4 separate regions of the Zea mays genome follow, and regions 2, 3 and 4 are each linked to region 1. Evidence: chromatin contacts called from public Hi-C data. All regions are on one chromosome and are shown on one strand. Each heading gives the region's core, a stretch centred on a gene start, on an enhancer-like site or on the middle of the called end of the contact. The rest is flanking DNA. Distances are from core to core; before and after follow the strand shown.

Region 1 (5,653 bases), core at 1,513-4,012:
GGTGGCTACAACCCCGGGGAATCTTTGTAAAGGCTACGTAGTGAAACCCTGCCTATTCACCTTGGTAGTGTTTAAGGGTTTGATCGGCCCGAGGCAAGAGGGAATCACGGCTTGTGGGTAAAGTGCACAACCTCTGCAGAGTGTTATGAAACTGATATATCAGCCGTGCTCACGGTTATGAGCGGCCAAGGGAGCTCCAGAGATTAGTGATACTTGATCAGAGATATTTTGGTACAGGTGGCAATGAGATTGATGGTTCTGGTTATGATTATGGTATTGGTAAGTGGTATTCTTTCCGTTTGGAAAGGATACATTGGGTTAATAACTTGGGTTAATGTTAAAACCTGGCTTTCTACTAGTAAGTAATAACCTGACCAACTAAAAGCAACTGCTTGACTGATCCCCACATAAAGCTAGTCCACTACAGCCAAACAGGATACTTGCTGAGTATGTTGATGTGTACTCACCCTTGCTCTACACACCAAACCCCCCCCCCCCAGGTTGTCAGCATTGCAACCACTGCTCAGGAGAAGATGAAGCTGTGGAAGGAGACTTCCAGGAGTTCCAAGACTACGACGAGTTCTAGGTGTGGGTTAGCGGCAACCCCCCAGTCGGCTGCCTGTGAAGGCCGTGTTATCTACGTTTCTTTTCCGCACTTTGATTTATTGTAAGAACTATATGGACGTCTCAGACGTATGATGTAATCGACTATTTCCCTTATTAATACTATTTCGAGCACTGTGTGATGATGTCCATATTATGTAGCTGCTGTGTACGTGAATAACTGATCCTGGCACGTACATGGTTCGCATTCGGTTTGCCTTCTAAAACCGGGTGTGACAGTCGCATCCTGCTCCCTGCCCCGGCGACTGGAGTCTCCCCTCTCCCCATGTCTTCGCCTCGGCTGACGGAGCTCCCCTGGCTCCTGCTGACGCCCGACGCTAATTAGACACTTTCACACTTAGACGCCGACGCCACCTGTCCCCTGGCTCCTACTGACGCCATGCCCGTAAGAAGCGAACACATTGTCGCCCCGAGACCGTTCACACATAGTTATTTTCTTTTCAGTTCCAGGGAGATTTATGTGTCGTTCGGTGGGCTTCTGATGCTACCTAGACGTGCCCTTCCACTATTGCTAGCTTCGAGCTTGATCAGAGACTCTTTTCGCTGATGCTAGTTTATATTTCTTGCCAAAAAGATAATTGTTCATTAAGGATCTTTAACAGATGTTTTTTGTTATTTTCTCGAGACCTAAATGTTCATCGACCAAACTTGTTATTGTATCAGTGTATAATATTATTCTCACTGTTTTTTATGTCGTGGACTATGTTTTTTGTACGCCATTGAAACTACCTATAAATTATCGTTGTGTATCAGTGTATGTGTATGCAGTTGGCTTGATGTGAGACAATAAGCTGAACCCACGGTGTTTCCATGGGTTTCCACCCAATTACGGGTTGGTTTGGGGTCAATAATATTATTGGATGGGTTGGGTTTAATTTTCTTCTTATATTTTGGGGTGGGTGTGGGATAGATATCAAAGTTATTATATTTGGGTATGGGTGGGAGTGGGTTGGATTTTTTGCCATTAGCAGGCCTACTTTTGCCCCATAAAAGCCAAAAGCCAACCAAAGGACCGGATTCAGGAAGCAGCTTTTCTAAAAGCCGACTTTCTCGCAGTGCAAATCTGAAAGCGCCCCTGGACCTGCTTTTAGTGGCTTTTCGGATGAAACTGTGAAAACATATATCAAATAACTTTTAACGACTTTTAGTGGTTTTCACTAAACATTTTTTAGCTTTTTAATAGCTTACAGCCTACAGGAGCTTTATCCACAGCTCACAGCTCACAGCTCACAGCAACTTTTTTTACAGCCACAACCCAACCAAACAGACCATAAGTGTTCTGGATCACTTCTGTAACGGGATCAGTTATGGGGGACAAGCAAGTCCAACATGCAGACAGGTATGGTACTCATGAGTGGATATTGCAAATCCCTCTTTCCTCGCTTCTGTCCAAAATCTTGGACTGCTGGAGATTTTGTGCTGCAGAAGTATATACATGTTGAAGCAAGGGGCAGGGCAGCACAAGAGACGGACCATCAATTCCACATGTGCTAGCCGCAAACCATCCTAAGTTTTGGGGTTCAGGTATCAAGAAGGTGTACCCACATATGGCCATATGTGCCAAAGAAAGCAGTGCATGCACAGATTCTAATTAAACGTAGAACTCTCATGCATGCATAGTTAATTTTTTTTTCACTTGTTCCATTCTTCAGGTACATACAACCGTAGGCGGCCCTAAAGAAAGAGGGAAGAGGAGACATCAAAGGTGCATGTATATAGCACGCAATCAAGAGCTACTTTTTTTTTTCTTCTTTACCTAGCTACACATCGTCCATGGCGACCCGGAAGACATTGCTGTAAATATTAACCTCTTCCGGAGCTTCCTCACCGGATGAGCTAGCTAGGTTAATACTTGTTCTCGTTCCTGAACCGCTCCCGGACTGCCAGTATGAAAGCCGACGCCCTCTCGTCGACGTCCGCGTCGCCGCCGCCTCCTGCTACTCCTACGACGGCGGCGGCTGTAGACTCGAGCTGCTGTGCTATACCAATACTCACGGCAGGGCTGTTCTGGGTCTTGACGTACTTGGAGTAGTACACCATGGCCACCTTCGTCCCGCCCCTGGCACCTCTAGCACCTGCCTTGGCCTGTGCCTCCATCTTTTGGCTACTTGTGGACCTTGCGCGGTTGCTTGGCAATGCACAATGCTTGAGGAGCCTGCTGCCTATATATATATACAGACAGATCGGCTTGTTCACTCACGTCCGTCTCTGCTTTGAGATGCCAGTGGATAGCATAAGCATGCATACATGGCAGCAGAGCATCCATGGATGGATCATCATCCGTATGCTTTCCAAAGGACATGCGGGATATGTGCGCATCTTTTTTTTTTTTTTTGTCATCCAAGCTAGTATCTGGGGGTTCACACGCGTTCACTGACAGGTGAGGCCATAATCAGGAGGGGCCAGTGATATACCTTTGGACATTATTATTATGTTGCAACTTGTTGTCCCGGAGGTCTATCGTGTCCTCGACGAAAAGATCCCTCTCTAGGTACACTTCGCCAGATACAATCCTCAATCAAAGGATTCCTCTCTACCCTTTGGTGAAAATATCCGAGGCCCGTCCATCACTTGACCACTAGCTTCGATTCTGTGTAGCCGCCGTATCTGCCGGCCAGCGAGTGACGTTTTGCTGGGGGTACCATGCGTGGAGAGACCTCCAGTGGTCCGAACTCCGGATAAACATTTTTTTTGCAAGCAATATCTTATTGTAGTGCTGGAAATATGTGCCGAGCTTTTTGGGTCAACACAAGTATATCTAAAAACAGGAGCCCAAAGCATTGATCGGCACGAAATAATCACTACCGGAATCCGGCTCCTTGCCGAGTGCTCGCGACTTTGCCGAGTGTTTTTTATCGGGTAATCAGTAAGAAATCTTTGTCGAGCACCACCCTCGGCAAAGTCTTACTCTCAGTAACCACCACGTTTACCGAGTGTAGAACACTTGACAAAGACAGACACTCGGCAAAGACCTCTTTGCTGAGTGTCAAACGCTCAACAAACCGCGGCGCTCGGCAAATAGCCGTCTATAACTGACGATTGTTATCTTTGCAGAGCGCCAGGCGTTGACACTCGACAAAGAATGTACTTTGCCGAGCGCCAGGCGTTAATCACTATCGTTGTTCCCTCCAGTTGACCCTGCTCAGTTCCATACTCCTGTGAGTATCAAAATTCTAGTCCTCATGATATATATTCATCTGGTATAACACATGCAATCTCTTCTCTGTGTAGGGACAATCTGGGGCGGCATCCAACACAACCCTCATGGATCGCCCAGCCCATCGCCGCACCCCGCACCAGTTCAGCCGCCCACCTCGCTGATGATCTTCTCTTAGCTTAGTGGTGATTGTGAGACTTGTGTGATAAACTTGTCTTGAACTTATGTTTGTGAAAAGAACTTATGTTTGAGAGTTGGTAATACTTATGTTGGTGAAACTTGGTATGAACATAGATATGTTTGTGAAAAACTTGTGAGATTTGTGGTTTTTATGAAATATGTGGTCTCTATTATGTACGTGATGATTATGTGATATTTATGATGTATATGTGATGATTATGTGATATATCTTTTGTTTGTTTAGATGGAATAGCAAAAGCAAATAAAAAGGGGTATTCTTGTCACTTTGTCGAGTGTCAAGGTCATAGCACTCGGCAAAGAAGGCACACCTAAGCACCGGTAAAGCCTCTTTGCCGAGTGTTGTGGCCTTGACACTCGGTAAAGAAGCAACCTTTGCCGAGTGCCTCCTAATACTCTCGGTAAAGGAACTAATAAAGGGGCCACTGGTGATCTCTTTGTCGAGTGCTAGTCCGACGGGCACTTGACAAAGAGGGAGCCTTTGCCGAGTGCCACCTAATATGCTCGGCGAAGGACCTGGTAAAGAGGCCCACGAGGAGCTTCTTTGTCGAGTGTCAGTACAGTGGACACTCGGCAAAGAGTGAGCCTTTGCCGAGTGTCTCATTGTGGGCACTCGGCATAGGCTCCATCGCCATTACCTGTCGTCGTGATGGTGACTTTTCTTTACCGAGTACCGGCTGATACTCGATAAAGTCTTTGTCGAGTGACCGATAAAAATTACTCGACAAAGAAGTCATTGCCGATGTATAGTTTGCCGAGCTTTCTTTGCCGAGTGTCAGCCTTCACCGAGTGTTTTTCAGGTTTTGCCGAGTATTTTAGACACTTGACAAAGCAGCTGGTTCCGGTAGTGAATATGGGCCAGGCTACCACGGTCTGAAGGTGAGCCTGGGCCGGGCATCAAATTTCGGCCTGTCGGACCCAGCACGGCACACGCGCATGGACAGGGCTTGAGCTAACACGAACCAATGAAGTCCATATTGTTTAATTTCTTTAATTTAGTAAGGTATAGACTTAATGTGGTTATAATATTTGGACTTTATACGGTCAAATGCTGCTCACATTGTTTAATATTTTTAATTTAGTAAGCTATGAACTTTATGTGGTTGTAATATTTGGATTTTATGTTGTTCAAATATATGGTTCGTGCTTGGGCCAGCACGGCGCAACGAAGGCACGGCGTGCTTTAAGGTTAGGCTGGACCACTGTTTCTATATTTTGGGCTGGCACGACACGACCCAAAAAATTTTTGAACCTTCTTGGCCTGAGCTCATTTAGTCCGAAGCATGATGAGCTCGGGTCGGGCCGAGCCGACCCAATCCAATTCCACTACCTTCAGGTACGACATAACGTTTGGACCATTCTGCGTGGACACTTCTAAGAGTTTCATTCTCGTACATGCCAAGAAAAATGACAAGACATAATTTAATACTCTCTTCGTCCTAAAATATAGTTCTTTTTAACTTTTTTTTCTTCACTATCCCCATTCAAATTAATGATAATAAATCTAGTTATATTTACCAACCATATTCTTGTATTTACTAATAAATATATGTTTAGTCTAAAAAGAATACTATTTTGGGATGAAGGGGTAGGAGATATATGAGCGAGATTTACAGGAGATGTGAAGGTTGACTTGACAACTTTAGAAATAGCGTGATGAAACTGTGCGTTAAG
Region 2 (5,653 bases), core at 1,609-4,108, 250 kb after region 1:
TAGGAAATCTTTGTAAAGGCTACATAGTGAGACCCTGCTAGGTCACCTTGGTAGTGATCAATGGGGAGGCTAGAACCCTGGGCAGAAAAGGAATCACGACTTGTGGGTAAAGTGTGCGACCTCTGCAGAGTGTTAGAAACTGCTATATCAGTCGTGCTCACGGTTAAGAGCGGCCTTGGGATCCTCTTTGATTAGAAGAACTTTGGTTACTTTTATGATGATGGTTAGCAATGATGGTTATAATTTTGATCTCTGGTACTTCCTCTTGGAGGGAGTGCTTCTGGGTAATAACTGGGTTTATTACTAAAATTTGGCTCTACTTATAGTAATAAAAACTTGACCAACTAAAAGCAACTGCTTAACCTTAACTCCACATACATCTAGTCCACTTTAGCCAAATGGGACATTTGCTGAGTACGTTGATGTGTACTCACCCTTGCTTTACAAACCACCAACCCTAGGTTGTCCCCACTGTACTCAGTGCTCAGGAGGAGATGTTGGCAACATGGAGGACTCTGAGGAGTTTCAAGACTACGATGAGTTCTAGTTTTTCTTAGTGGCAAACCCCTAGTCAGCTGCTTGTGTAGGCTTATCTTCTACGTTTCGTATTCCGCACTTTGATATTAATGTTGAAGACTATGGCTATGTATTAGACTCTGTGGATGTCTTAGACATCTTGATGTAATTAAAGTACCTTTCCGCTATTTACTTTGAGCATTGTGTGATGATGTCCAATTATGTAATTGATGTGTACGTGAGTTCTGATCCTGGCACGTACATGGTTCGCATTCGGTTTGCCTTCCAAAACCGGGTGTGACAGTGAGAGAGAGAGAGGAGAATGGAGTAGTGCTTCATACCTTTGGGGCCGAGGTGGAGTGCGACACTAGTCATCACCGTCTATTGAGACCTAACGGGCCTATGTCAATCCATGACATTTAAATAACAAAAATAAGCTAAAAATGCACAAGCGGGGGCTGAAACCATGGTCGCTAGCTCCAAACAAACATTCATATCCACCTAGCCAATAAAACACACTTGTTTTTTATGTTGTATACTCTATAATCAAGCATAATATAGATATTTTATGGGAAAATGAAAAAAACAGGGTTGTGCCGCACCTAAGACCCAGACATGACATAGTGATCGGGCTAGGCCTCCACAAACCCGGTTGACAATGGATCGGGCCATGCTCATGACAGACCAAAATAGTGTCGTGCCACGGGCCACTGGGCAGGCCCGTCATGTTTGCCACGGGCCACTAGACTCTATTAGCGCCATAAATTGGACGATTCTGGTTCATCGGGTGCTAGGAATGTGATCAAGATCTTGACTGTGGTGGCTAGGGTTATGGGAAGCGAAACGTGTTGGCTTCTATGTCGCCCATGCCATGTTGATATAACATTGGTGATCAGGGACTATAACCAAGGATAGGGCCATGCTCTCGATCAAGACACAGATTAAGGGTCCGTTTGGTTTCCTTGCAACCGCCACCTGGAACGATTCCTAACTGGATTGCTTGTGTAATTTATATAAAGTTTAATCCGCTAGAACTATTTCTAGGTGGAATCTTGGACAAACGAACAAAGCCTAAATATCATTGTTATCCTAAACGACCGTTTAGACCGTTTACACGCCGTTTAAATGCTACTCAGTAGCTAACCGTTTAGGTCGTTTAATCCCGTACAATCCGTTTTTAGTCCGTTTAAATGCCCATGTAGTCCGTTTAAACGGTAAACAAAGGATGACCGACTGTTTACCGTTTAGCGTTTAGAATCACACTGCTAAATAGGATAAACTCAGAATCAATCATCTTGACCGAATAAGAGAACACTTCCAACAAGGACGGGGCGAAAGGTGGCCAAATAGAGCCAAAACATTAACCCTAGAGACAGGGTGCACAGGCACCATGGTAGATCCAGATTTTATTAGTAAATTAGTTAATATTTACTGTATACTATAAAATATTTATATATTATTTTGGTGGTGCGTCATCTTAATTTGGTTGCTAGCTTTGACCCTGCCTAAAAGGCAGATAGGAGAGGTCATTAAGGACTGTTCAACTGTTGACCATGGCCAACTCCACATGGGTGGCAATTTTGGACGTACCTCATGAAGTTAGCTTTCAGTGACACAACGGTCTTGCCGAGGACAGGTCAACACATAAACGTGAAGAGGAGAGCCCTGCGGGGACTGGCAAGGAGGTTAGCAAGGCGATCATTCGCTATGCTAGCAAGGAAAGGTCCACCATCGAGAATGTCAAAGCTTAAAGCCCTCCTATCACTGTGTTCTAGTGACGTGGAGATGACAATACAAACTTGCTGGTGGAGAGTACTTGTCATCATAGTACAATGCAAGTGCTGCAAGGCAGGAAAGTAAACGGTGCCATGGCACCGGCGGCACACACGGCTTCCTGAAACCGACTTGAGAGACTCGCGGCGCGCTAGAAGAAACGGGGACACGGCAAGCAAGGCAGAGTGAGAACACATACAGTGCTAGAATTTGACTATGGTGGCTTCAACTTTGGATTAGACTTGGGACGGCTTTCGATCTGACGGCCGATCATCGTTTGGGTGTCTCCAATCACAACCACCACGACGGACCAAGCAACGCATCGTTCGGGTGCTCGCGCTGGGCTGGGCTCCATCTTTGTCCTTTCCTGCCTGTGGCTGTGTGCTTGCGATTGCGACAATGCCACCGAGACCGACCGGACCGACTAACCGAGACCGCGGCGGACTGCATTGCAGGTCGCCGACGCCGCAGCTGTTGATCTATAATCCGCCACCTCAAACAACAGAAAAAGCAAAAATTCCCCCTCTCGTGGTTAGCAACCGCCGCGCTGGAATCTGTCGCGCACTTTCCCCGCTTTCCTCCGCCCTGCTCTCACGTGTTCATCGTTGGTTCTCACTCCCCTTCTCGCCCCCTTCAACACTCCGCGCTTCTGCGCGTCATTGCCAGCGGAGGCGCGTCGCTATCGCCTGGGAACAATAAGAGTTTGCGCGTCTCGCGACTGATCGGTGGCGACTGCCACTCGGCGGCGACTTGGACTCGACTTCCGGGCAACAGGGCGAGGAGTCGGCCGGCCAGTCCACTGGGTTCAAATCGGCCTCGGCACCGCGGCGCCCCCCCGCGAGTTCTTGCTGGATTCGCTCGGAGCACGGCGCGGGCTTGTCGGCACGGCGCCATGCAGCAGCAGCAGCAAGGTAACGCCGAGTCCCACAACGCCTCGCTCCAAAGTTGCAACCTTCTGTTGCTTTTGAGCGTTCCCCGAGTGCGATTTCCGGCAAAAGAACCCATGTGAGGGGTCGAGGAAGAAGGGGGACTGCGCCGCCAGGCTGCCTGAAAGTGATCGACAAATGCAACTGGTTAACCATTGATTTTGTTTCTCTGCTATGCTACTTGTACGAAATGCTACTGCTCCCTCACTATATATGTCTTTTGATTTAATAACAAGTTTGTTAGTACTTCTTGATCGAAGAAACGAAGTTACTAGGCTGCGAGAACATTAAAAAAATGTTCTTTTCCGTCTCTGTCTTCTTTATTTCTATCTGAGTGAAACCACCCGCCACCCGGAGTGGTTACGGGTACGGTTGTATACCAATTGGTCATATTTGGAAATTGATTGATGTACCAAATTGAATGGTGGTTAACCATCCACGTGACACTCTATTTAATTGTGAACTCTGAGTCGCGATGTGTTCGGCGTGTTGTAGCTTGCCATCTCTTGTTAACAAATACGGCTGCCTACGGTTTTACTGTACAGGCTTAGACATAGGCAAGCTACAAGAGGTAGTGAAGACCCGCTGGCTAAAGCCTCAAGAAGTTCTCAAGATACTGCAGAATCATGAGCTGTTCACGATTTCGCATAAGCCCCCTCAGAAGCCACAGAGTAATAAATGCATCCTTTGGTTTTGGACCGTAAATACATGATCAAAGCTTTGGCTGATTTAGTCCTGACTGTGATTAAATGAGCCAATCCGAAACCTGCAGGTGGTTCTTGGTTTCTTTTCAACCGTAGAGTACTCCGGTACTTCCGAAATGATGGATTTGAATGGCAAAAGAAGAGAAATGGGAAGACCATTAATGAAGCCCATGAGCGCCTTAAGGTCTGTTCATTTACCCTTTTGGTGGACTGCTGTGCTGTGTTCATGTCTTGGTTAAAGATCTCTCCAGAAGTTAATAGATATGAATGCTGCTCAGAATATGCTTGGGAGTAATCACCTTGATAAGACAATAAGCCATTGAGAGATGTTTGGTTTGCAGTCGAACTGAATTGGGTGGATTGTATAAGAAATAGACAATTTCATAATGAGATGTGTACCTAATGCCCCTTCACAATGATACAAATTTCCTCCCTTTCAGTTCTGATGTTGGAAATTTCAGGTTGATAATGTGGATGCACTGAATTGCTACTATGCTCGTGGAGACAAAAATCCAACATTTCAGAGGCGGATATATTGGATGCTTGATCCGTAAGAATTATCTACTCTCAACTCTCGTTCTTTTCGTAGATCAGGCGATGCTTTCCTGAACGAACTGATGGTGTTATACCAGTAATAATGCACTGCTGGAATGATGATATTGTACCTGACATTGTTACGAACTTATTGACTTATTCTACTTTTGGTTTGATCTATTTTGTTTTTATTGAATCTCATTGGTCAGTATGTAATCAATTTGCATCTTGATAAAGGCAATTCATCTTTGCAGGGCTTATGAACACATTGTCCTTGTCCACTATAGGGATGTTCTAGAGGTTTGAATCCTTTTCTCTTTCTTATGTCAATGTCTCAGTGAAAATATACAATTTTTTGGGTGCCGGGTCCTTTTTTTTCTCTATTGCCAAACATTATTCTACTTTGACAGTCTACAATCTTAGAGATCAAGACTAGCATTGGATCACTGGATGCATCTTTGTACTTATTGGGTTAATAAATGTTTGATTGCTCCATTTGTGTCTCAGGCCACTTTTCTTAATATAATGATACACAACTCTCCTACATGTTTGAGAAAAAAAAATGATTAATCCTTGTCACTAAGCGCCATTTTTCATCAGTTAACTCACCTTTTTAAGCTAATGCACTTAATACTAGAGTGATTGAACACGCAACATCAAATTTAGATTTTTCATGTGTCTCATCTTTTTTATTGATTGCTTACCAGGGCAGCATTTCAGTATCTGCACGAAATGATTCTTCAACATTGAATCAGAATGGCAGTGCTAGCAGAGCTGAAGTACATAGTTCACCTGGTTGGACAAGCGAGTTAATTGCACATTGTACTAATTCGTGCAGTCCGGGATCTGCTGAAGAAGTCAGTTCCCAAATTAGTGCAAGTGAATCTGATTTGATTCAACATAAGGCAGCCTTGCGGAAGCTTAAAATGCAGCTGAGTCTGGAAGACAAAGAAGATTGTGATGTTAATGCCGAGGATGTTCCAGCAGATAATGAGCCTATTATTTTACCTGTGATTCAGAATGAGGAGCCAGGCACTTCTAGAAATCATGATGATATCTTTGATGTGCTGGACTTTAGTGAAGATCATATCAACGGAACTGGAACCCATCCATGTCACAGTGCTATTGACGTGCTAAAAAATTCAGGTGCAGTAACACATGTATTCCAATTATTTCATTGCTAAGAACTGGCTGAGACAT
Region 3 (5,653 bases), core at 1,344-3,843, 240 kb before region 1:
TGCATGCAGCCGTTCGATTCGGGGGTTCCGTTCCACTGTATAACGGTCAAAGACTCGAAGGGAAGGCCGCACGCCATGTTAGGCAAAGCAAATTGTTGCCTCATGCCTGCCAGCAGATCCTACTACTCTATTGTAGTACGTACGTACAAAGTAGTAGCACCTCTCTACGTACGCTCGTGCAAAGTAGAATCTACAGTGCGTGCGTGCGTGCGTCGTCTTCATGATTGAACTGTGCCTCCAGCACGCAGTGCATTGCAGTTACCCCGTGGTAAGTTCGTTCGCTGTAGAACGTAGTACTCGAACACTCGGTAATATAACTTGCTGTGGCGCAGGCAGCGTACGTATAGCGGCAGACAGACCAGTTTCATCAGAACCCCATGCCCATGGTGGTGGCGCATCCACATCTCTGACATATGGCTCTTGCTACGCTACGCTGGCTACTGTACCGTGTCCCTCCCTCTGCAATGCCTGCGGTACTTGTCCTGTGAGTCAGTCACTGTAATCTCAAAGCCACAGCCAGCCAGCCACCCAGCCAGGCAGGCTCACGTCTCAGATCCTCTTCTCTGATTCTTTTCTTCTCACGAGGCTGCAAAATCTCTGCCTTGCTTTTGGTTAACACAGGTGCTCCTGGATCAGGCCCTTGTTTCTAACAAAAATACAAAAAAAAAAACACCACTAACAAGTTTGCTGGTCTGTCAAGATGGCTCCATATACTCCAACAAGTACCTCTAAAGGATCATGTACCCTAAATTTAAAGGATAAGGTTATCATCTACTCTTTTCAGCAACGTACTCTAAACGGTCGTTTAAATTTAGAGAACGCTGATGAATCCTCTATATATAGAGTTTCTCTAAACAGTTCTCTATTCATTTGAATACTTTAAACAACCGGTTTAGCAAAACTAAAATATGTACAATACATTTAAGAATATGACAAATACGTATGTACAAAATTAAAAATTAAAAATATCTCTAATATAGGTATTTATGTATATAAGACGTGATTTGAAGGATGTTGTTGGAGATGAAGAAAATATAGAAATAAAATTTTTTAGAGAAGACTATAAATGAGAGATATAATAGATGAATATAAAAAACTATTGCTGGAGACGGTCTTAACCGGAGGAATCGCTCCTGGCTGGCTGCAAACCACGGACCCTCGCCACCAAGGCAGCACCTACGTGTTGGTGAGCGGGCCGGCCAAAGATAGAAAGATAGATAACCACGTTCTGTCCCTGTGCCTCTCTCAGAACAGTACGCGCGCGACTCTTTTTTTCTTGACCATTGGTCAGCGTGTGAAAACTAGGAACCAAACAGTACGGCATCGCATCACTACTACGACTAGAGCTAATCAAGACTTGGGAACTTGGACCTCACGTAGTTCCATAGCTGCATCGGCGGCAGCGGAGATAAAAATAATAATAATCCTCGTCAGGGGAATAAAACTATGCTCTTAATTACAGTCCTCTCCCTGCTGAGCAAATTGAAAAGAAAGGCGTAGATACAATACACTTTGCTTCGCTAGAGGGACCACGTCGTCAACCCAACACAAAGGAGCTAGGTAGAGAGAAGTCGACCATGCACACAGCACATTCTTCACACCAAGGTGCTTTAAGAATATATGTTACTTTTTTTTCGGTCGAGGCTGTAAACAAAGCCGTCCGCTAGCTGCTCACAACTAGGAGTATATGATATCGGTTTGTTTCTGTTCCATGAAAGCCAATTCGCCGGTTCCGCTTATTTTATGTAAGCGCGGAACCTGTATTGTACTCTTATCGCTACAAAAGGTGAAAAAATATATATGGATGTTCAGTACATGTCGAGGCGAATCTCGGAAATACTATCGTATTCGCGATGCGTGGTACCAATGCTTCTCGCACTCTTGACGCCGTTTTTAACAATTCTATTATATGCTTCAATCTATACCGACTTCTACTGTATTTATAGTGTCTTGTCTTTGTGGATTGTAGCTGTAACGGTCCAAACAGATAGCTTTAGTCTGATCAAGGAAGAAAATGAAAAACACATGCTAAAATGTTTAAACCTTAGAATCTACTAAGGGTAGCACAGCAAAGGAAGGAGAAGTGCTAGGAAAGAAAGGCTCTACGGACTACGTAGATTGTCTATCATATCAAGCTCTACGTGAGTGTGACAGTGACAAAAGGGAAAGAAAAATACATGCTCAGATGTTCAGACCTCAGGACCCAAGAATAGCACAGCAAAAAAAAAAAAAAAGAAGGAGGAGACGCCCTAGAAAAGAAAGGCTCTATCTACCGTGGATGTGGGCATATAAGCTCATGCATCTCATGACACGCGCTTTTGGGAGTGCATGGAGCAATATTGGATGATGCCGTGGTGCGCTCTGGCTGTGGTCTGTGAAACATGACCATGTCAGCTGGGACGAGGCAGCATGGCACAGTAGCACACAGCAGCGGCAGCGGCAGCACAGCACAGAACACAAAAACGCAGTAGGGAAAAGAAAGAAGAAGACAGGAGAAAAAGCTGCTCCTCCTGCCCCTGCGCCTGCCTAACCTCCCCTCTCCTCCCTTTTTTCCATTGCTCCTCCATGTAAATCCAGCTCTTTCCCAACTTTTGTACTTTTCCCCCCCCTGCCCTCCACCTCCACTCCACCCCCGCTACAAAAGGTGAGAGGGAGGAGGAGCCTCTGCACTTAAGTTTTATTAGTCCTTCTCATCAGCCATCAGAGCCCCTCTATCTCCGGGTTTCTGTTAACGAGTATTGTATTTTAATTAGGAGGGAGTGGTTCAGCTGGTGCGCGCAGTGGTAGCTCTCCTCATCTTTGCCGCCTTGCCCATTTGCTGGCGCAGTGACTGAGCTTCCTTGCAACCCCACTTGAGAAGAAACCAATCCTCAAGCGCAAGGAGGCAAGGCAAAGCCTACTCATAGGGGCTGCCGAGCTGAAGGAGCAAACCGGAGGAAAAGGCAGTAGTAGCTAGCTAGCAGCAACCACCAAAGAAGGGAGAATCCTCCACCTTGCTCTTGGTGGATGTTCTTCACTGCATTGCCTTCAGCCACTCCGTCCTCCGCTTGCTTCTTGTTCGAGAGTGGTACCTGCTGCTGCTTCTTCTTCTTCCCTTTTTATCTCTGAAATCTTTTGCCACACATCCATCTGCTTGCTGCTGTGTGTCTGTCTGTCTGTCTGATTCCTTATTTCCTTCTCCTTCTCCCTCTCCCACCTACCCTCCCCAACCACACATCACACCCACACACTGTATGTTTACTGCCATTGGTAAGAAAATAAAGAAGGGGGGAGTCGAGTGAGCAGTGGGAGGTGCCCCCAGCTCGCCTCTCGGGTCTCGGCAATTATTGCCACCTTTGGAGTTTGGAGTCCTCCAATAGGAGTCTCCTCCGTCGTCGTCCTGTTCCTGTGCTGTCTGCAACCACTGGCACTGCCCCGCCCCCTTCCCTCCTCTTCCTTGCCTTCCCTCGCCTCGTCCGCCTTTTTCTCGGAGGAGAGGAGGTGCTTGCTTCCATCCATCCATCCGTGTCCTCCGCTCGCTTTAAAGCTTAACCCACCGCTCTGCCCGGCGGGCGGCCGAGCACCCAAGAACCCAGCCCCTTGTCTCGTCCCTTCCTTTCTTGCCGCTCCCGCCCGCTGCTCTTGGATTCTTTAATTGCATGCTGTTGCTGTTGCTGCCGCCGCCGCCGCCGCCGCTGTGATCTCTCTCTCTCTTTCCCGTCCTCCAAAGCTTTTTGGTTGCCATCAACTTTGCTTTTGCTCTCTGGGCGAGCAGTACACAGCTGTTGTTCCGTCTCCAACGGCCTGCGCACGCAGCAGCAGCCAGCAGAGCAGAAAGGCCTCCCAAAATCCACCATTTCGGAGCCGGCCGCCACCAGCGACGGAGGTGCCTGCCTGCTTGGGTTGAGTCCCGAGGAGAGAGCTGCTACTCCCTGTGCAAGGATCCCGACAACAGGCAGGCACGTACACGCGCGTCGGCCTGGGGACGGGCTGTCGCCATGGACTGGGACGCCAAGATGCTTCCTGCCTGGGACCTCGGCACGGTGGTCGGGCCCAGCAGCAGCGGGGGCGGCGCGCTGGACCTGAAGCTGGGCGCGCCGACGAGCTCGAGGGCGGTGCTCACGGCCGCCGCCGGTGCCGCGCCCGCGCTGCCGTCAGCGAACCCTCCTCCGCCCCCGCCTCCGCCGTCGTCGTCCGCGCCGGCGAAGCGGCCGCGCCCGGGGCTCGCGCGGCAGGCGGTGCCCGCGTGCTCCGTGCAGGGCTGCGACGCCGACCTGTCCCGGTGCCGCGACTACCACCGCCGCCACAAGGTCTGCGAGGCGCACTCCAAGACGCCCGTCGTCACCGTCGCCGGCCAGCAGCAGCGCTTCTGCCAGCAGTGCAGCAGGTACGCGTATCTCTGCCCTGCCGTGCTCGTGCGTGCCCTCCGCCCGCCCGGCGCCCGCCCGCCCCATGCATCTTGTTCTTTGGACTTTGGATTCCATTCCCTTGCCGTCCCCCCACGACCCCGAGCTCCCATGATTCTCTTTTGGTTCTTTTCGCTCAATAATTTAACCACTCGTCGTACGACGAGCTCTCTTGTACATGCAACAGCTCGCCGCCCATGGATGGCGTGGCGTGGCCATGGGTGTCGCACCGCATCATGCATGTTTTCTTCTTGGAAGCATTCGTCTCGTCCGCGTCCGCGTCCGCGTGGGGGTGAATTTCGTGGAGAATTGCCGCCACGTCCAGCAATCCACTAGACCCTGCTTGCTTATTAGGCGACCAAGAACTACTCGCCGTCAGCTGTTGCTACTCCTCCTGTCGCTTTTCCTACTTCCACGGCCTAATTAGCCTTTGGCGCTTGCAACTGATGAACGTTGCGGTGCGCCGCCGGCAGCCAAGACTTGCGGCATCCATCTGTGGTGGGTTCGGTCAAACGTAAGAAGGGAATCTGCTTTGCTGAACGCTGCAAACCGCGGACCGACCAAAGATCCAATTTTTATGCAGAAGTTGGAACGGGACTCCTGCCGGAACTGGGATTTGGACGGCCAAACCTACGGTGCTAGCAGTAGAATTCAGCGTGGCAGCCGGACTTGCGTTCTTACGGTTGTTATTGCAGTAGATAAATAGATAGATAGACAGACAGAAACGTGCGATTGGCCTGGACTGGGCACTCGCCATCTGGTCCTGAATTTGTCAAGGTCTGAACTGAACATCTTGTGAGCTGTGTGTGTGTCACCACACCAGCGTCAAGCCGTCTGCTAGCAGCCGGTGCATGCGCTGCGCACCCGTGCTTTCGGGGGCGTGTCCCTACAATGCAACAAGGCAGGTGCAATGGAACTGGACTTCCGTTCAGTTCAGGTCCATGCCTTGGCTCCCGTCCTTGTCAGTGGCAGGCTCACTCACTCACCCGGACAACAATTTGCTCTGTTCTCCGGTGTGCGTGCGTGCGTCCCTGTCGTCGTTGTGGTGCGTGGCTTGCCCATGCTTTCCACATCCCATATGTTTTTTTCCAACTCAAAAGGCTTCAATCAAATGCATCTCGATCGTGTTGTAGAAGACGATGATTTCTTTGTCGTTATCTTCGCTCAGATTCCAGATTCATCAGTCAGGTCCCAAAATATCCCAGAGAGAGCGTGTCGTGAAGGTTGCGTGGTTTATTTTAGTTTCTGAAGAAGAAAAGAAGTGGTCT
Region 4 (5,653 bases), core at 2,019-4,518, 170 kb after region 1:
TCTCCTCGCATTGCCAAAACAGGGAAGATGCTGTCGACCAATGACGTGCGAAGCTTGGAGGCCGAGAGGGGTTAGGGCGGCGGTGGCTGCGGTCTGGTCCTACGGCGGTGCTCCGAGGTTGGGTGGCTCGACGGCAGCCGAGAACGTGTCAGCTCGGGGCGACGGTGGGCTAGCAAAGTGGCCCCAGCGGCGCCGGCTGTGGTGCGCGCGCCAGCACCTCAGACCCGCCACGTCACGGCTGTTGCTATAAGGTTTGGCTAGCCGAGGGGTGCTGCACCAGGCGACTGCTGGCAACGAGTTGCGAGACACGCCCGACGACTGCTGGCTTAGGTGGCCGCATTTTCCAGGGTCGACGACAACTGCTAGCAACGACTCCGGCGCGTGGTAGTGTCGCACGTGGCATGGTGGTGCCCGGTTCCATCTGCCCAACTCGAGGGGTGGCAGCTGCCGCGGCAATCGGTGCGTCGATGCCCATCTGGAAGGTTTGTGCGGGTGTCGGGGCAACGACGACGACGGAGGTAGCTTGCTTTGACCTTGACTTGACGTTGTGTTGGGGGACTTCGTCAAGGCTTTCGACGCCGATGACGCTCGTGAGCGTCGCTTACCCACTTGAGAGCGTCGCATTCCTCAGCACTGTCTTCTATGGGTGAAAGCCTGTCATCTTGGACATGCGACGATGACGTCTGCAACGTCACTCCCTTCCTGAAGAGGTCGCTATTGAAGTTTTGTCCCGACCACGACATCGCTTTTCTGTAGATGCTTTCGCTTCTTAGCGTTTGGTATGCGGGTGGAGGTACGGTGTTGGAGCGTAAAGTCGAAGCTGCTACGTCAGGGGATGTGGCTCGTCAATGATGACGTGAGACGCCCCCTTCTTCGTGGAAGGATTGCTTCTGAGGTTAGGCATATGTTGGGAACGAGGCGGAAGATCAAGATTGAAAGTCCCGTTCGTGAAGAATCGGAGCTGCCTCACGTGTGGTGTCTCGAGGCTTGACAATGACGACGCTCCGCGGTCTTCCTCCATTTGTGTTAGTGTTTGGCTATAGACGTCGTCCAGTTTTCTTTGGTCCATTATGTTGAGCTCGACAACGATGACTCTGGATGAGTTTTATGTGTGAGGCTGCCATTGCTTGGGTAGTTTGTACACCTTGCGTAGGTTTTGGGTCCGATTTTACTTAAAACTGTGTCAATTCCATTCTTAATTAAGGGACAGCTAAAAAATATTATGTGAAAATCTAACATCAATGGCCGGAAGCCCTGTCAGAGCTCAACTCAGTTATGTAGCTCTACTCTTAAGTAGGACAAGATAACAAACGCCAAAAGTCATTCTTGTTATATTCTAATTGAGCTTTTTTGGTATGATTTCGACGGCAAGTGGATCGTGCTGCCTTACTATTCTAGAGTCAACCATTTGTAAGCTGGACACAGTAAACGTGCATACGAACCATGTCTCACAAAATGTTCTGTTTGTATATCCTGAAGCTTGAAAGGAACACCGTTCATCAGAATGGAACTCGTCAGTCATCTCAGAAAAAAAAAGAGATTATTGCTCACTATGAATCATTTTTTACGAAATTGGTAAATGCAGCTATGTATTCCTCGCATGTTAGTCTGAAGTTCTCTATTATGATGAAATGCAGATGTTGGCAAAAGAAAACAATGGTGGTGCCGGTGCAAGTACAAGCAGCCAGATGTTGCTTTACTCGGCAGAGCGTGCAACCGACAAATGAAACGGGGCGTGCATCTGTTGCTAACGGGGCGGTGCCGGTGCCGCATACTATTGTTGTGTAGCTGAGGTTTGTCAAGGTGGCTGCTGGCAAGGTTAGCCGAGGAAGTGGAGTTCAATAACAGGATGCGGAAACTGTGCCGCTCCTTGCCGAACTTAAGCCCCGTTACGTTGTCGCACAAAGTTTATTTCCTAGCACTGTGCTTGCTGCTTATGTTTGTTTGGATGTGCCAACCTGCAGTGACCCTCGTGGAGCCTGGGTCTCACGCTCCTCTTACCTAGTGTGATGTGCAGAAAAAGTGTGATGCTGTAAAATTATGTGATTGCCTAGCAGATGTCAAATTTTCAATCAGTAGCTAACTCCTTTTAATGGTACAGGCTTGCATGATTTCATCTGCAAAAAAGAGAGGGCGGGTTGGGTGTCAAATCTAGCCGGATGTTTTCGCAAGTTTGTGATAAAAATTGTGCTGTACACTTGTGTTTATGCAGTTGCCCTAGGCGTCAGTGGGCTGAAAGGTAATATCTGTGAATTATATACTGTGTGCTGAAAGCAGTTGTCATAATAATGATACGAAAACAAAATCTTATGTCGTTAACCTATATAATTTTTTTTAAAAAAAATTGCCGATCAAATCGAAATATTTGATATAATAAAACATAATACTACTAGATGGAGGAAAGTTAGACTGACCGAGTATGGAGGAAGTATCTAAGGGGGTGTTTGGTTTCTAGGGACTAATGTTTAGTCCCTTCATTTTGTTCCATTTTAGTATATAAATTGACAAATATAGAAACTACAATAGAGTTTTAGTTTCTATATTTGATAATTTTGTAACTAAAGTGGAATAAAATGTAGGGACTAAAAATTAGTCCCTACAAACCAAACACCCTTTAAGAATGCGTGGCGGAAGTAACAGAAGAATGAAGGAGCGACGACCTAGCCATCCATCCGCCGCCGGCGACGGCGTACCTGGTCGAACTGGCGTGGTCGAGACGGAGAGAGGACCCCAAGCCGCCCGCTCTCGTAGCATTTGCATTGCACGCGAGCTGAGGCATTGTCTCCCGGCGGCCGGCGCCAGGTGTTCGGCCTTCTGGTGCACGGCCACCAGCGCTCGCCGCCCGGCAGCGGTATATATACTGCCCGGCGGCGTCCCCGGCCCCTCACCTCAGGGAAGCGGCGCGGCGCGGTGGTCAGTCCCGTGTCCCGTCCCGCGGGCGACACATCACCACCGCCATGCGTCTAAACAGTCGTGTCGACGCGGGATTGCGCGGGTCGGCCGCCCGACGGGTGGCGTGGGCCGCGTCGACACGGTTGGATTTCGATCGGAGGCCCGGAGCTGCTCTCTCTGCAGTCTGCTATGGTCCCCACATCCGCATCGCACGCCTCGCGGCATTATCCAGCCCCAGCCGTCAGCCACTCAGCCGCCTCTCGTCGACACGAATGCGCAAAGCAAACACCACGCGGGCCAGGCCAGGCGCGCACGCACGGGACGGGGGCATCCGAACACCACCACCCAGCACCCACCAGCTCGGCGAAAAAAAAGAAGGAAAATTTTAGATACCCTGCCGCACGCCGCGACCTTCGGCCCCGTCTCCGGTCTCCGCCTTCCCCCACCTATTGGGGAGCGCTCCTGATTCGCGGGAGCCAGCGGGCGAGACAAAGAGAATCCCCCGCTCCTGCGCCGCCGCGGATCAGCGCCGTCGCCGATCGGAGGCTCTCGCTTCCCCCGGCGGGCGGCGCGCGCCGGGAGATGGACGGCGGCGCGGGCGCGGGCGCCGGCCGGAGGAACGTCTCATCGTCCTCCGGATCCAGGAGGAGGGTCCTGCCCGCCGAGAACGGGCACGGCCATGACGCCCCGCCGCCCTCCAGGCGGTCCTCCGTCTCCCTCTCCCGCGGCCACTCCACGTACGTGATCCGCCGCACCCGCCTTGCTCTGCCCTTGTTATGCGTAGCGTAGACCGTGCTCCGTACCTACCGTCTCTGTGGCATGGACGCATGGTGTCTTCGGATCAAGGCTTCAAGCGTCGCGTCGCGTGTCAACCTGGAGTAGCTTCCGTGTGCCTCGCTTTGTTTGTAGCTGGGAGCTTCCATAGCCTAGATTTGACACCTCCCCCGGTTTGTGGAATCGATGGATGTTACGCACTTTTTAGTCTAACAATACCAAGTACGGGCCGTTTTTCAGTTACAACAGACAAGTGCTGAATCCCATTCAACTCTTACAACCATGCCGTACCACATACGCATGACTCCGGCTGTGGAATTTCGCGTGTAACGTAAACCACACACGTTTCACTAACACAAGCAAGATTGCAACACGACATTGATTGCTGTCAAGCCATGATTATATTGCCATGCCTGCTCTATCAAATGGACAAGACCAAAATCTTCACAGCTGAAAAAAAACGTACCTCGTGTGATTCTTTCCAGGTCACTGACCGGCGAGAGGACCGTGAAAAGGCTGAGGCTGTCCAAGGCGCTGACGATACCGGATCACACAACCGTGCACGAGGCTTGTCGGAGGATGGCGTCACGCAGGGTTGACGCCGTGCTGCTGACTGACTCCAACGCTTTGCTCTGTGGGATCCTCACCGACAAGGTGAGGGGATGTTCCTTCGCTTTTTTTTTCGTGTCAGTGCCGCCTTAGATGTTCCCATTTCTCACTGTATGCTGTATTTTGGGAACGCTGGTCAGGACATAACCACAAGGGTGATTGCTCGTGAGTTGAAGATGGAAGAGACACCGGTCTCCAAGGTCATGACCCGAAACCCTGTATTTGTTCTCGCGGACACGCTTGCAGTCGAGGCGTTGCAAAAGATGGTGCAAGGTCTGTGAATGCTCCCACGGTTTCTGTGCGCCTCACCTATATTCATCTTTTAATGTTCCCTGATGAAACGTATCCTTCGGTTCCAGGTAAGTTCAGGCATCTGCCTGTCGTGGAGAATGGCGAGGTCATTGCAATTCTGGACATAGCCAAGTGCCTATATGATGCTATTGCACGGATGGAAAGGGCGGCGGAGAAAGGAAAAGCAATTGCCGCTGCCGTCGAGGGCGTTGAAAAGCATTGGGGAGCAGCTGTGCCTGGTCTGTACTTGACATATTCCCTACCTCTTCTCATCTTTATTCTACATTTGGAAATGAAATTATGCATCCAACTTCATTCTACTACCCTTCACCTTTATGTTTCACATGTATATTATAAACTTTATGTATGAAAGTTTGCTCTCATGGCTTTTCTAGTGTGCTCCTTTAATCTTCTCTCTGTTTATTTTGCAGGTCCTAACAATTTTATTGAGACGCTTCGAGAACGGATGTTTAGGCCATCGCTGTCTACTATTATCTCTGAGAATCCAAAGTAGGTAATATCCGTTCTTTTTTCAGATTAAGTGCCTTCTTGAGCATTCATGCAACATAAATGCCAGTTCAGAACAACTTATGTCCTGATCTCAATTCTTTAGAGTTGTCACTGTTGCACCATCAGACATGGTGTTGACAGCATCAAAGAAGATGCTGGAATTAAAAGTGAGTTCAGCAGTTGTAGCAATTGAAAACAAACCTGGAGGAATTCTGACGTGAGTACCTTTTCTTAGTCTAATCACAGGAACAACTATTTCTAGACCTGACTCGAACTACAAGCCTTGCTTTGATTTATATGACAGATCTAGAGATATATTGATGCGTGTTATCGCCCAAAATCTTCCTCCTGAGTCCACCACGGTCGAGAAGGCAAGTCTCTTTACAATTACCTTTGTATCGCTATGCAATCACATTTAATTATCTGTACCTACTCATCAACTAACTGCCATCATGTTTGAAATTCCTTTCCACAGGTCATGACTCAGAGTCCTGAATGTGCCACAGTGGACACCCCAATTCTTGATGCTCTTCACACAATGCATGATGGGAAATTTTTACATTTGCCTGTCCTGGAC

The links. A called contact is a pair of places that touch in the nucleus more often than the background predicts.
Region 2: a contact with region 1 is called in a Hi-C map of tassel, with 3 times the contacts expected there. The contact joins the promoter of LOC100384320 here to the promoter of LOC100275900 in region 1. A contact is called at or near these places in 2 of 25 Hi-C or Micro-C datasets (ear and tassel).
Region 3: a Hi-C map of tassel shows a contact between it and region 1, with 6 times the contacts expected there. The contact joins the promoter of LOC103650833 here to the promoter of LOC100275900 in region 1. A contact is called at or near these places in 2 of 25 Hi-C or Micro-C datasets (ear and tassel).
Region 4: a Hi-C map of tassel shows a contact between it and region 1, with 3 times the contacts expected there. The contact joins the promoter of LOC100279329 here to the promoter of LOC100275900 in region 1. A contact is called at or near these places in 3 of 25 Hi-C or Micro-C datasets (ear, leaf and tassel).

Annotation. Positions count from the first base shown.
Region 1 is chr3:161,337,273-161,342,925 of Zm-B73-REFERENCE-NAM-5.0, reverse strand. It overlaps LOC100275900, which reads right to left and starts at 2,762. Exons shown (of 1, transcript XM_008676418.1): 1 at 2,216-2,762. The coding sequence starts at 2,721. The coding sequence ends at 2,470.
Region 2 is chr3:161,091,927-161,097,579 of Zm-B73-REFERENCE-NAM-5.0, reverse strand. It overlaps LOC100384320 (Calmodulin-binding transcription activator 4), which reads left to right and starts at 2,858. Exons shown (of 11, transcript NM_001365702.1): 1 at 2,858-3,200; 2 at 3,761-3,886; 3 at 3,988-4,103; 4 at 4,381-4,469; 5 at 4,708-4,753; 6 at 5,161-5,599. The coding sequence starts at 3,182.
Region 3 is chr3:161,580,858-161,586,510 of Zm-B73-REFERENCE-NAM-5.0, reverse strand. LOC103650833 (squamosa promoter-binding-like protein 2) reads left to right here and starts at 2,593. Exons shown (of 3, transcript XM_008676419.2): 1 at 2,593-4,366. The coding sequence starts at 3,978.
Region 4 is chr3:161,168,591-161,174,243 of Zm-B73-REFERENCE-NAM-5.0, reverse strand. It overlaps LOC100279329, which reads left to right and starts at 3,268. Exons shown (of 14, transcript NR_176412.1): 1 at 3,268-3,629; 2 at 4,152-4,320; 3 at 4,416-4,548; 4 at 4,635-4,805; 5 at 4,998-5,080; 6 at 5,180-5,293; 7 at 5,381-5,447; 8 at 5,552-5,653. It overlaps LOC100272251, which reads left to right. Exons shown (of 5, transcript NM_001146746.1): 5 at 1,638-2,255. The coding sequence ends at 1,727.